Linked DNA regions of Zea mays: region 1 is linked to region 2. The links are chromatin contacts, called in public Hi-C maps. All regions are on one chromosome and are shown on one strand. Each heading gives the region's core, a stretch centred on a gene start, on an enhancer-like site or on the middle of the called end of the contact. The rest is flanking DNA. Distances are from core to core; before and after follow the strand shown. Region 1 holds the start of LOC100216582 (putative mannan synthase 7). Region 2 holds the start of LOC100274337 (CAAX amino terminal protease family protein).

What was found. Hi-C and Micro-C count contacts between places; a contact is called where the count stands out from the background.
Region 1: a contact with region 2 is called in a Hi-C map of bundle sheath, with 2.6 times the contacts expected there. The contact joins the promoter of LOC100216582 here to the promoter of LOC100274337 in region 2. A contact is called at or near these places in 5 of 25 Hi-C or Micro-C datasets (bundle sheath, ear, endosperm and 1 more).

What each region holds. Positions count from the first base shown.
Region 1 is chr1:218,047,718-218,053,001 of Zm-B73-REFERENCE-NAM-5.0, reverse strand. LOC100216582 (putative mannan synthase 7) reads right to left here and starts at 2,772. Exons shown (of 9, transcript NM_001360040.1): 1 at 2,174-2,772; 2 at 1,813-1,911. The coding sequence starts at 2,551.
Region 2 is chr1:217,810,811-217,815,809 of Zm-B73-REFERENCE-NAM-5.0, reverse strand. LOC100274337 (CAAX amino terminal protease family protein) reads left to right here and starts at 3,325. Exons shown (of 11, transcript NM_001360569.1): 1 at 3,325-3,657; 2 at 3,785-3,879; 3 at 4,161-4,268; 4 at 4,409-4,491; 5 at 4,752-4,885. The coding sequence starts at 3,391. It overlaps LOC100281594, which reads left to right. Exons shown (of 8, transcript NM_001154513.1): 5 at 1-80; 6 at 1,017-1,114; 7 at 1,286-1,482; 8 at 1,547-2,095. The coding sequence ends at 1,814.

The sequences.
Region 1 (5,284 bases), core at 1,523-4,022, 240 kb before region 2:
ACAGCCCACATCCAGCCCAGTAATACGTCTGGGGCGGGAGGGGACCCAATCGTGCCCGCGCGTGAGGGACTTGCGGCCCAAGCCTTTGTTTTTGACGAGCCGCGGCGTCCCGTAATCCGGCAACCCTATTCTTCTAGGGATTTTCCATTTTTTTTTGTTGGAAAAATAAGAATCTCTAAAGTCGTCTTTTAATTGAAAGATTTCTAAAATTAGTTCGTTTTATAAGGAAACTAAGAATATTTTGTGTCGGTTTAGGAGCACTCTTCATTAAAACTTGTGCCAATATATCTTGCCCCATCGCGACGTAACTGCTCCACCCGGCCAATAACCTCGAACAAACAAACAAAGAAAGAACAGTGATCGATTTCAGTGGCAGCCAGAACCGGTTGTTGTAAGGAAACAGGTCCCTGTGGACTGTGGGAGACAGCCTTCCCTGCATTCCATGTGAGGCCTCGCAGCGAGTCATGAGCCATGATGGCCCGCCCAGTCCCAGTGGGCCCGCAATGCACGAGAACGAGCACTCAAATTCGTCGCCGTGCCCGGCCGCACGGCAGGCGCAGGCGCAAGTGGAAGAAACCTGCCGCCGGATCTAGCGAGCGAGGAAAAAAGAAAATTGCTCCCCGGGCCGGGCGTGGTCTGTTCCTTCCTTCCGGCCACGCCACGCCACGCCACCCACGACGCGACGCGATTATTCTGTGCCACTCCAGCGGGAAGGGGGGGTGACGTGGACTGCTTGCTGCCCGCGCCCGTGGGTAGCGGTCGCCGAGCACGTACGATTACGAACAGGTACGTACGTATCTTTCACTCCCCCCCCGGCCCGGAGGCCATGCCATACGCCGAGCGCGTGTACATATGGTGGTTGTGGTTCCGGCCGGCGGTGTCGTCGTCGTCGCTGTTCCAGACTGCAGGACGGCCGGCTGCGTCTGGTTGGGTTGGGCGCGTCCTGCGCTGCAGGACGGACGGCCTCCACTCGCTCGCTCCTTGTTATTATTCCACCGCTAGATTCTTAGCATTGACCAGGAATGCAAATATGCAAAACAAAACAAACGACCGCGACTAGCGAGACACAGCATAAGGTACTGGTGGTCTGGTGCACTAGCGACGCGACCACGACCGCGACGGGACGGACCGGACGCTTGCCGCCCACCATACACGCGACGCGAGGCCAGTAGGCAGTAGGCCACCTCCTCCGGAGCCCCGTCCGTCCGGCGCGTTCCATACCATACCCGTTCGTGCGTACCTGGCCTTTGGCCTTCACCTTGCCGGTGGAGCATGCATTGGGGGCCGGGGCCGGGGCCCGGGCAGCCGGGCTACGCTCCGTCTCGTGGCAGTGGAGCCACGCGCATGGCCTGTGGTCTGTCTGAGGACGGCGGGCAGAGCTGCCTTGCGTTGGGGCGCGGCACGGCAGTGGACGACTGCGCTCCGCAACTCCGCCCGCCACGCTCGGGCCCGGCCATCTCATTGTGTCCGCTCCACGCGTGAGTGCGGGTGCCTGGCTGACTTTAGCTAGTGCGCCTAGTCGGCACTGACGACGGCGCCGACGTACCCACTGACAGACGTCCTACGTACTAGTATATAGGTTGCCAAACAATCCACAAGTGGTAAATCTCAATCCTTATTACACACATGGAGACACATGGGGGCACGGAGACGAGTGTATTCACGTGCCCATTGGATGCATATGAATGATTGATTGGTTTGCTCGCTGTGGCCTGGCCACGAAGGTCGTCGCAAAAAGGTCGTGGTGGTGCCCGGTCGAGAGAAAGAGAGAGAGTGTGTGAGTGAGGGGACCAGATCAGGTCGCCGGCGTACCTTTACAACGGGGTCCGTGGAGTCGTCCAGCACCTGGATCACGAAGCGCTCCGGCGGCCACTCCAGCGCACATGCCGCCCCGATCGACAGCTTGTACACCTTCCATTCCATTCGCCGGCGCCCGACATGCACGGTTCACAGAAAACAACACGGCATCTTCCATCAGTCACCGCGCCAACGCGACATGCACGCACGGTCAAAACACTAGTAATCAATTCTCTCTCTCTCGCTCGCTCGCTCAGTTAATTCACTCTCTGCTTGCAACCACCAGCTCATGTCAGTCTTGCCCACTACTACTACTACTACGCGTTATGTCGCCAGCTCATGCCCATGCTCATGCTCAGCTGGCTCACTCACTCACCTCCCGCTCGTTGTACATGGGGATCTGCACCAGCACCACGGGGTACCCCACGGCGGCGGCGGCGGCGGCGATGGGCTCCCAGCGGTACCGCCGGTGCGGGCCGAGCCGGAACGCCCGCACGGCGACGCACACGGCGCAGACGAACAGCTTCTCGGCCAGCACCATCACCGTCATCGCCAGCGACAGGGCCACCAGGAGCCGCACCGCCGGCACGACCAGCAGCGCCCGCGCGTGCGCCCACAGGGACGCGCATTGCGCCGCCGCGCCCGCCCAGTCCACGCGCACGGGGAGATCCGCCGCGGCCCACACCCAAGCCGCCGCCGCCGCCGCCTCCTCAGAGACGCCGGCGGCGCTGCTGTGGCCGCGGACGCCGCCCATGGATGATGGCCACCCCTCTCGCGCGACGACCGCGACGGGCGGGGCGGCAGAGACGAGCGAGCGAGCGAGCTGAGCTCCCGCTGCTGTTTCGCGCTGCCCGGCCGGCCTATTAGATAGCTGCTAGCAAGTAGATGGCGGAAGCGACGTACAGCAGCGCCGGCTTATTAGATATATGGCGCGTGCTAAGCTACTAGTGGTGGCGCCCGAGCCATGATGGGGACGCCAATGCAAGGACGACGCTTGCTCATACTTGTTGGCTCGGACCTCTGCGGCTCCGATCCCCCCGCGCGCACATGCCCTTCTTAGCCGTGTTTTTTTTTTTCTTTTTTTCTTTTTTTTTAATGAATTGGGATTCCCAGCCAAAGGAAGACGGACAGGGTCTTGCCACCAGCGCTAGCAGCCGTGTCCTGTCCCGTGTGGGTTGTTTTTGCCGTGTCCACAAAATAAGGAAATTGGTCGAGGTTCAGAGGGGTTGCCCTGTGTTCCAGCAAAATTCCGCACCGCACAGGCAGGGGCAGGGCGCGCATCGTCGCTGGGCTGTCGCTCTCCATCAGTCTCCACACTCGTTTACCGGCACGCCGACGTGGGTAAACAACAAGAGCAACGCGCCCGCTCACTGCCGGCGTCTGTGACCTTTCTGGCTTCAAGTCTGGAAGGAAGCCGCAGCGTGATCATTCATCTAAGCGGACCACTCGGCTTCGTTCGTCCGGCCTCGCCTCATCACGGCTGGGCTGCCCGTAGTGCCCACATGAATTTTAGGCAGACGGGCAACTGCTACTCTTCGCTCCTGCCGCAGCAACCTGTGGTTTGTTTGCGGCTTTGCGTCGGTCTTCCCTCCCTGTGTTTTTTCTATAGACAGTCAATTGTTATTAACACGATCGGCTAGTCTAGACACACACAAAAAAACACTACCCAGTCATAACCCGATTCGGCTAGTATAATGCCGTGCCTGGACCGCTATTTCGACCCGTAGTACTGGCACGGGCACAACACGATTAATTTTTTAATTTGAAATTAATAGTTTATATATATATTAAGTATAAGAGTTCAACATATAACACAATAAAACTGCTACCGCACTGGCTAGGTGGGTGTGTTTAAGTGTCTCATACATGTGGATGCGTGTTTGAGCCCCTATAGCTACACATTTTTTGTTAAATTATACAATATAATTAGATGGGTCATTGTGCGACCGGGCCAGCCCAGCACGACTAGCAGACCGACGGGTCGTGCCTGGGTCGCTACCGCGGCACGTGGGCCCGTCCGGCACAGCACAATTCGCTAGGCGGACCTGGTGGGCCGTGCCTAACACGGTCCGCGCCGGACCGTTTGGCCATCTATAGTTTTTTCCCACTAGGACTATCCTTGGAAATCGCTGAATTATACAATGTACTCATATGGATCAGCGTGCTACCAAACCGACCTGGAACGGCTAGCAGGCTGACGGACCATACCTGGACCATTACCGCGGCATGTGAGCCCATCCGACATGGTACAATTCGTTAGCCGAGCCTAGTGAGCCGTGCCTAAAACGGGTCATGCCCAACACGCCCCGTGCTGAGTGGGGATAGGCCGACCTGTTTGGCCATCTATAGTTTTCCCCCCAACTATCCTTGGAAATCCTTTCGTCGGTCACGACACGAACGTATGAAGCGGCGAGCGAGGTGTCGGAGATCAGAGACGGAATGGCAAGCAAAAGAGGATGCAGTGTGGCCGTCACAAGATGTCATGCTGCTGCAGGAACAAGGGCAAGGACAAGGACAACTGGACCAAGCGATGGACAAGAGGTGAAGCGCGATCGCAATTAGTAGAGATGAAGCGCTACTCTGGTTGGCAACATGTCCGCTCCAGGTCTCTCACGATCCGGAAATTTCCACAGATCCGGCCATTATGCTCACGGAGCGGTCTCCAATCATTATGCTCCACGACATATACACTCGTAAAATATACTACTCTAGGGTACTAACCTCCGAAGGTATATAATAATTAAGAACGAACAGACTGAGCGAACGTTGATGTCGCCGTCTCTGCGGAGAGCGGAGTCACGAGGGGTACGTACGTACGGCGTCTAGGCTGTCACTACTCCAGCCCAAGAGCTTTTCACTCACAAGATGCACAGGAAAAAAAACAGTGCCTTTTTAGAATCTGGCTCTACAGAAAATCAAGTGTCGTGAAAATTACGTATCAAGAGTCTATATAGTTTAGGAGGTAGAAAGTGACAGTTCCATACTATCACAGCGACTCAGTCGATTATGTGTTCATATTGATTTTAGATGATTTTGATTAAAGTGATTTTGTCATAAAAGTGAGCAAAAAAGCTAGACATTTGACAGTCTGCAGCGAGTTCTAAGGGCCAGAAGTTAAAGCAATCAGTGCCTTGGCTGCCAAGCTGCTCTGTGTACCGTTTCTCCTCTGCGAGTCTAATAGGATGTGGATGGGAAAGAAACTACCCATGTGGGCTCTATTGGAGACCCGATAATAAACTCTAATGCGTATATGTGTATTATGTGATTTGTGAAAGTATGAGAGTACTACTAAGTTGAAATAATTGTGATTTGTAAGTTATGATTTGTATTATAAGATTGTTAGTTATTTTAGATTTATTTTTGTCTCGTTGTCTTTTGCTAATTGATATATTTGTAATTGTTATTATGTAGTCAATGTTTTTTGCTACAGTATGCCCCGCGGGTCCAAAATAGGGAACGGGGATCCGCGTGGACGAAAATGGATATG
Region 2 (4,999 bases), core at 2,076-4,575:
ATACAGACCTTTTGCTCATTCTGCGGGGAACTTCTCTGAGTGTAGATCTGCAGCACTAACACTACTGCAAAAAGGAAATGGTAGCTGTCTGTACTTATACCTAATAGAGTCTTGTCATTCTGTTTTTTTCCCAGCAATGCTTCCTTTTTCTTTGATAGTCATATCTGTTTCTGAAGCCTGGGGGGATGAATGGGACTAGGTCCACTAAGAATTAGGAGTACTTTGCATAGGCCTTTGTTACAGAAAAAACTACACGATCTGAGATATACTTCACTAAGTTTAGGGTTAAACTAACTAGGCTAAGTAGCTAACTAACCTTAGCTCAAAGCCTCAAATAGGCTAATACTAACTTTTTGTGTTTGGCAGTAATCTGCTTAGGCTATAATGTGGTTTGAATGGACTAGGTTTGTTAGCCATAAGAGAACAAAACTTTGTTGGTTAGGCTATACCATCTCCTGGCCAGGTTATTTTAAGAGGTTACAAATTTTTAACCAGGTTAGCTCAAATCCCCAACCGGCAAGCCTTTTGAGTAAGTAAATCTGAATCCCTACTTCCTAGTACTTCCCTCTAGTGTTTAAAGGAGATAAGTAGTAAGATATACACATCTATATTATCTTTCTAAAATAAGAAATGTTTTTTCCTTGGTTTAGCTTATTGTTGTATCAAATGATGTGAATGGCCTGGATGACCTACATCTAGTAACACCTTTTTTAGGTTTGCCAATCAAAATAAAGTTATTGATATTTTCTTTGAATGAAAGATGCATTAATGTGCATGTTGAGTATTACCTCCGTTCTTGAATATTTGTCGCCGGCTAGTTTATTTTTGAACTAAAACATGCCAAATAAAAAAGAACGGAGGGGATAGTTATTAATTCATTTGCTAGGTTTAATAAACTCTAGCTACATAAATTTTAATGTTTATGTTTAATTTGTTGAATGCCTACAGCTTTTGTTAATACATTCTCATTCTCAATTTATTTCATGGCATAATTGAGGTGAGTGTTCTTTTTGCAGAGGGATGTACATATCATGAATGCCGCCTTGGAGCAGCATTTGTACCAGAGTTGGAAGGGAAATTTTTGGCGACAGAAAACTTTTACCATACTTCAAAGGTCCAATTCTTTCTCTACCGTTGGGGGCTTTCAGAAAGGGGATTAAATTTGAACATACTGCATGCATAATGATAGGAGTCTTCTCTTCGGATCAAGATTGTCCATTTTCTTTTATGTTCAGTATTCTACAATCTTTAGTACATGTTCATTTGATATTTGATTGCTTAACAGTTCTTTGGTCTGAGTTCGAAGCCCTTCCTTTCTGATCTGATGGTGGCTGGGGAGAAATTTTGCCATGGGGATTGGTCGAAGATTAAAAATAAGTACAGTTCTTTTGATGACGGACAACTGCTTCTTTTTTGCTTTTCCTCAGCATATATTATTGCTCTACTGCATGATACGCTTAAAATGCCACTGGATCATAAAAGGTGAAGCCTTTTCTATAAGTTCTATTCTTTGTTGAAACCTGGATATTTATGAGTTTTTTCTCAGGATTGATGTTGTAAACCAAATCCATGGCGTGCCTGTTGACTGGGCATTGGGTGCTTTCATTGTGCAGACGACGATGAACAGAACAGAGTACTCAGATTCATCAGTTTCATATCTAAACAGCTATGACTCTCCTGGCTTGGTTCCGCTTCTGTTCATTATTGTGGTTGTATTTACAGCATTGTCCATTCTAAGGTGGAGAAAACCTCGTCTGAAGACGATCTACGATATGGAGAAAGGCAGGTACATCATAACAAGGGTCAGCCAATGAGTCGCGCACATCAGCGTTGGGAGTGGGTGGACTTTCTGCAGCGGAGCACTATTGACCATGTATGTAGATTTTCCTAAATTGATTTCTTACTTAGTGGCCAACTACCTCCAGCATGTTGCCTTGCGGAGTCAACTTGTTGAGTTTGAGCAGCAACCCCTGTATATGATAGAAGGATGCGGGTTGCCGTGGCATTTGTGCATGTTCAGTGTTGTATGTAATGTTGCTAAACTGTTGTTGATGTAATTAGAATTTTGTGCATGGGCATCCATCCGATGATGTAATCCTGAGATAACCATGTGTCTAATGATCGATTGAAGTTCTCTGCCATGGATCATGGATGGCAGGGCAGCTGTATCTTTGTTTCATGTCAAATCACTGATGTTATGTAATCCTAAGATATTATTTCTAATGGTCGTGTATATTCTCTTGCATTAAACACCACATGTCTGTTGATACCACAATCACATAGCATTAGTTTAGGCTATGTGATATTATTGCACTCATTCCTGGCATAAGTAAACTTTTGAACTTTATCTATTTTGAGGCAACTCTAATATATATGGAGTTTGACTTTGGGTCTTAACTAGGTGGGGTGTATCCCACGGTTTAATTTCTCGATGTGAGATCACCTGAGTTTCGCTTTTTTTTCGAAAAACGAATTTCGGTCTGATTTCAAATAGATTTTGATTCAAAATACAAAACTCAAATTTTGGTCAACAAAATGAAATCCGGATCATTCCAAACCAAATTGTGAACCCTGATGTATCATGAGTGGAGAGCTGGAAGGAGAGACAAGATAAGCTATCTGTCAGTCTACATCCATCTGATGCTTGAGAACCTAAAATTTTTATATGCACGAGAACCAATAATATCTGATGAGCTCAAGTAGGCTATGTGTGAGCCAATTACATTACTATACGAGTGGATTGATAAATAGGATGAGTATACACTATTAGCGTTCCTTTTTTTACTCCAGCCACGTCACTGGCATCCCCGAGCGCAGGCCTGGACGCCTGGTAGCATGGCCATCACGACCGTCTCTTTATTTTCTTTTCTTTAAATCCCTGCAGTCGCTCGTCCCTTTCTTTTTATGTTTCAGGATGCACACGCACGCGCACAGGTCGAGCACCTTGTCCTTGGCACGGAGCAGATGCGCTTTTCCCGTGAGCAGCTCCACGCACCCGTCGGTTCGTTGCAGGTACGAAGAAGCACGGATTGAAATACTCCCTCCGTCTCATAAAGATGTCCTTAGACTTTTTTTTTTACAAAAGTTTGTTTGAACGACTCGTCTTATTCAAAATATTTAGAGGTGTGACAACAAGCCACCTTCCATAGTGTTTATTAGTAGATAAAAAAATAATAATAGATGATAAATATGTATAAAAAATAATATTTTATAGAGGTAATGTAGTATAGAGTGCAAATATAGGGAGAGAGATTGGTGACGTGAAGGGAATCAAGGGATAGTAAGATACAGGGATAACCAGATAAACCGTTGAAGAGAGTCTGAGCGGGTCTCGCCAAACTGCGCCCCCTCTTTCAATTCCTTATCCGCACAGTCACACGGTTTAATCGAATGGCTTCGCCGTCGTGTTTCCTCTTCCGCCCCCGTCCGCCGCTGTGCAGCCGCCGCCGCCGCAGCAGCAGCAGGTCCCTCTACCTCCTCTCCAAGCAGAGCCTGCACCGACTTCCCTCACCAAGAACATGCCGCCGTCCAGTGGCAGAGCAGCTCGTCCTGCGGTCGCTGCCGCCCGGTAACGGCAGGCGGATGGGGGCGACGGGCTTCGCCTGCTACTGTTCCTACGACACCGAGAACGGACTGCCCACGCCTTCACCGGACAAGGTGCTTGAGCTATAAAAAATGCTGTTGTGGGCACAGGCGCACAGCACCAAAAGCTGCGAGATTTTTTTCCGGAGTTTTTCCTGTTGTCAGTCGGGAATAATTGCCTTCCATGAGGTTATTTTGTTAGGGAAAAAGCTCGGATGAGTGGCCAATCCTTCGCCGGTGGGATGTTCCATGGGAGTGGCCAACGATTTCTCTCACCATGGTGGCATGTGCAGTAAGGTAATGTACTACACCATTGCTATTTTTTGTAGGAACAACACCTTTGCTGATTGGTACCATGCATTGGCACTTCCAATTATTATGAGTTTATGACGTTGTCTAAGAAGAAATCCATTTTCCATTCCAAAAAGGAAATAAATGAACCCCATTTGTGCAAATATGTAATGTGGAGTTTAATTTGTGGTGTTCTATTATTCTTGCGTGATCCTCATCCAAAATAACTCGAGCATGAATTGTTGCAAATGCCTCCTTGAAAATGTTGCTGAATGTTCTTTAGACAGCTTTCTTTTGACAGGGATAGCTGAGCAATCTATTTTGGAGCAACTAGGTTTTCGAGCTGGGGAGACAACTCTAGATGAGAAAGCAGAGATACTCTTCTTGGGACAACTGTACAGATCTAAGTTCCTATCTCTATGTAAAAACTTTATTTGTACCATAGTTTTCAGTTTAATTTGTGAATATGCTGCATGCTCTGAATATCTTGTGTCAGAGTGACATTACTTGCCATTTTCTGTTTCTGCAAGTGCAGTAGCACGACGGTAGTTGTACTTGGAGTTATATTTGGCATGACCAATACCTTTCGACCATTCTCAGATGATATATTTCGCTATGGTAAAGGTTTGGTCTTGCTACGTTTGTGTTCATTTTCATGTTCTTTTTTATACATTGGCCACACGTTAGTTCCTTTCCAAAGATTACCTAATTTAATAAGAGGACTGTACAAGATGTTAAAGTGTAATTAAATTACTTAATATCTAATATGGATATCTGTGTTCAATAGTGTCTCTTTCCGTTTGTACTATGGTTGCATTGTGGTAATTCAGGTTGTTCTGAACAATGGTCTAGTGTTGTTTGTATTCTTTAACTTTCAGAATTCAATGAACCACTTAAGCTGCAAAACGGATGGCTTCTGTGGTCTGCAATCGGCCTGTTTGTTGCAATAGTTGCTATTGCTTTAGCAGGTGCTGCAATGACATTTCTGAATGGTGAAACACCACAGAGAGAGGTAAGTTTTTTATGGTATGAGGTAGTCTTCTGTTGTTCTTTCCTTTTCAAAAGTCTTCAATTGTCTTAAGCTGTACGGATGTGTTACATCTTTATTACTTTGAAAGAAAACTAA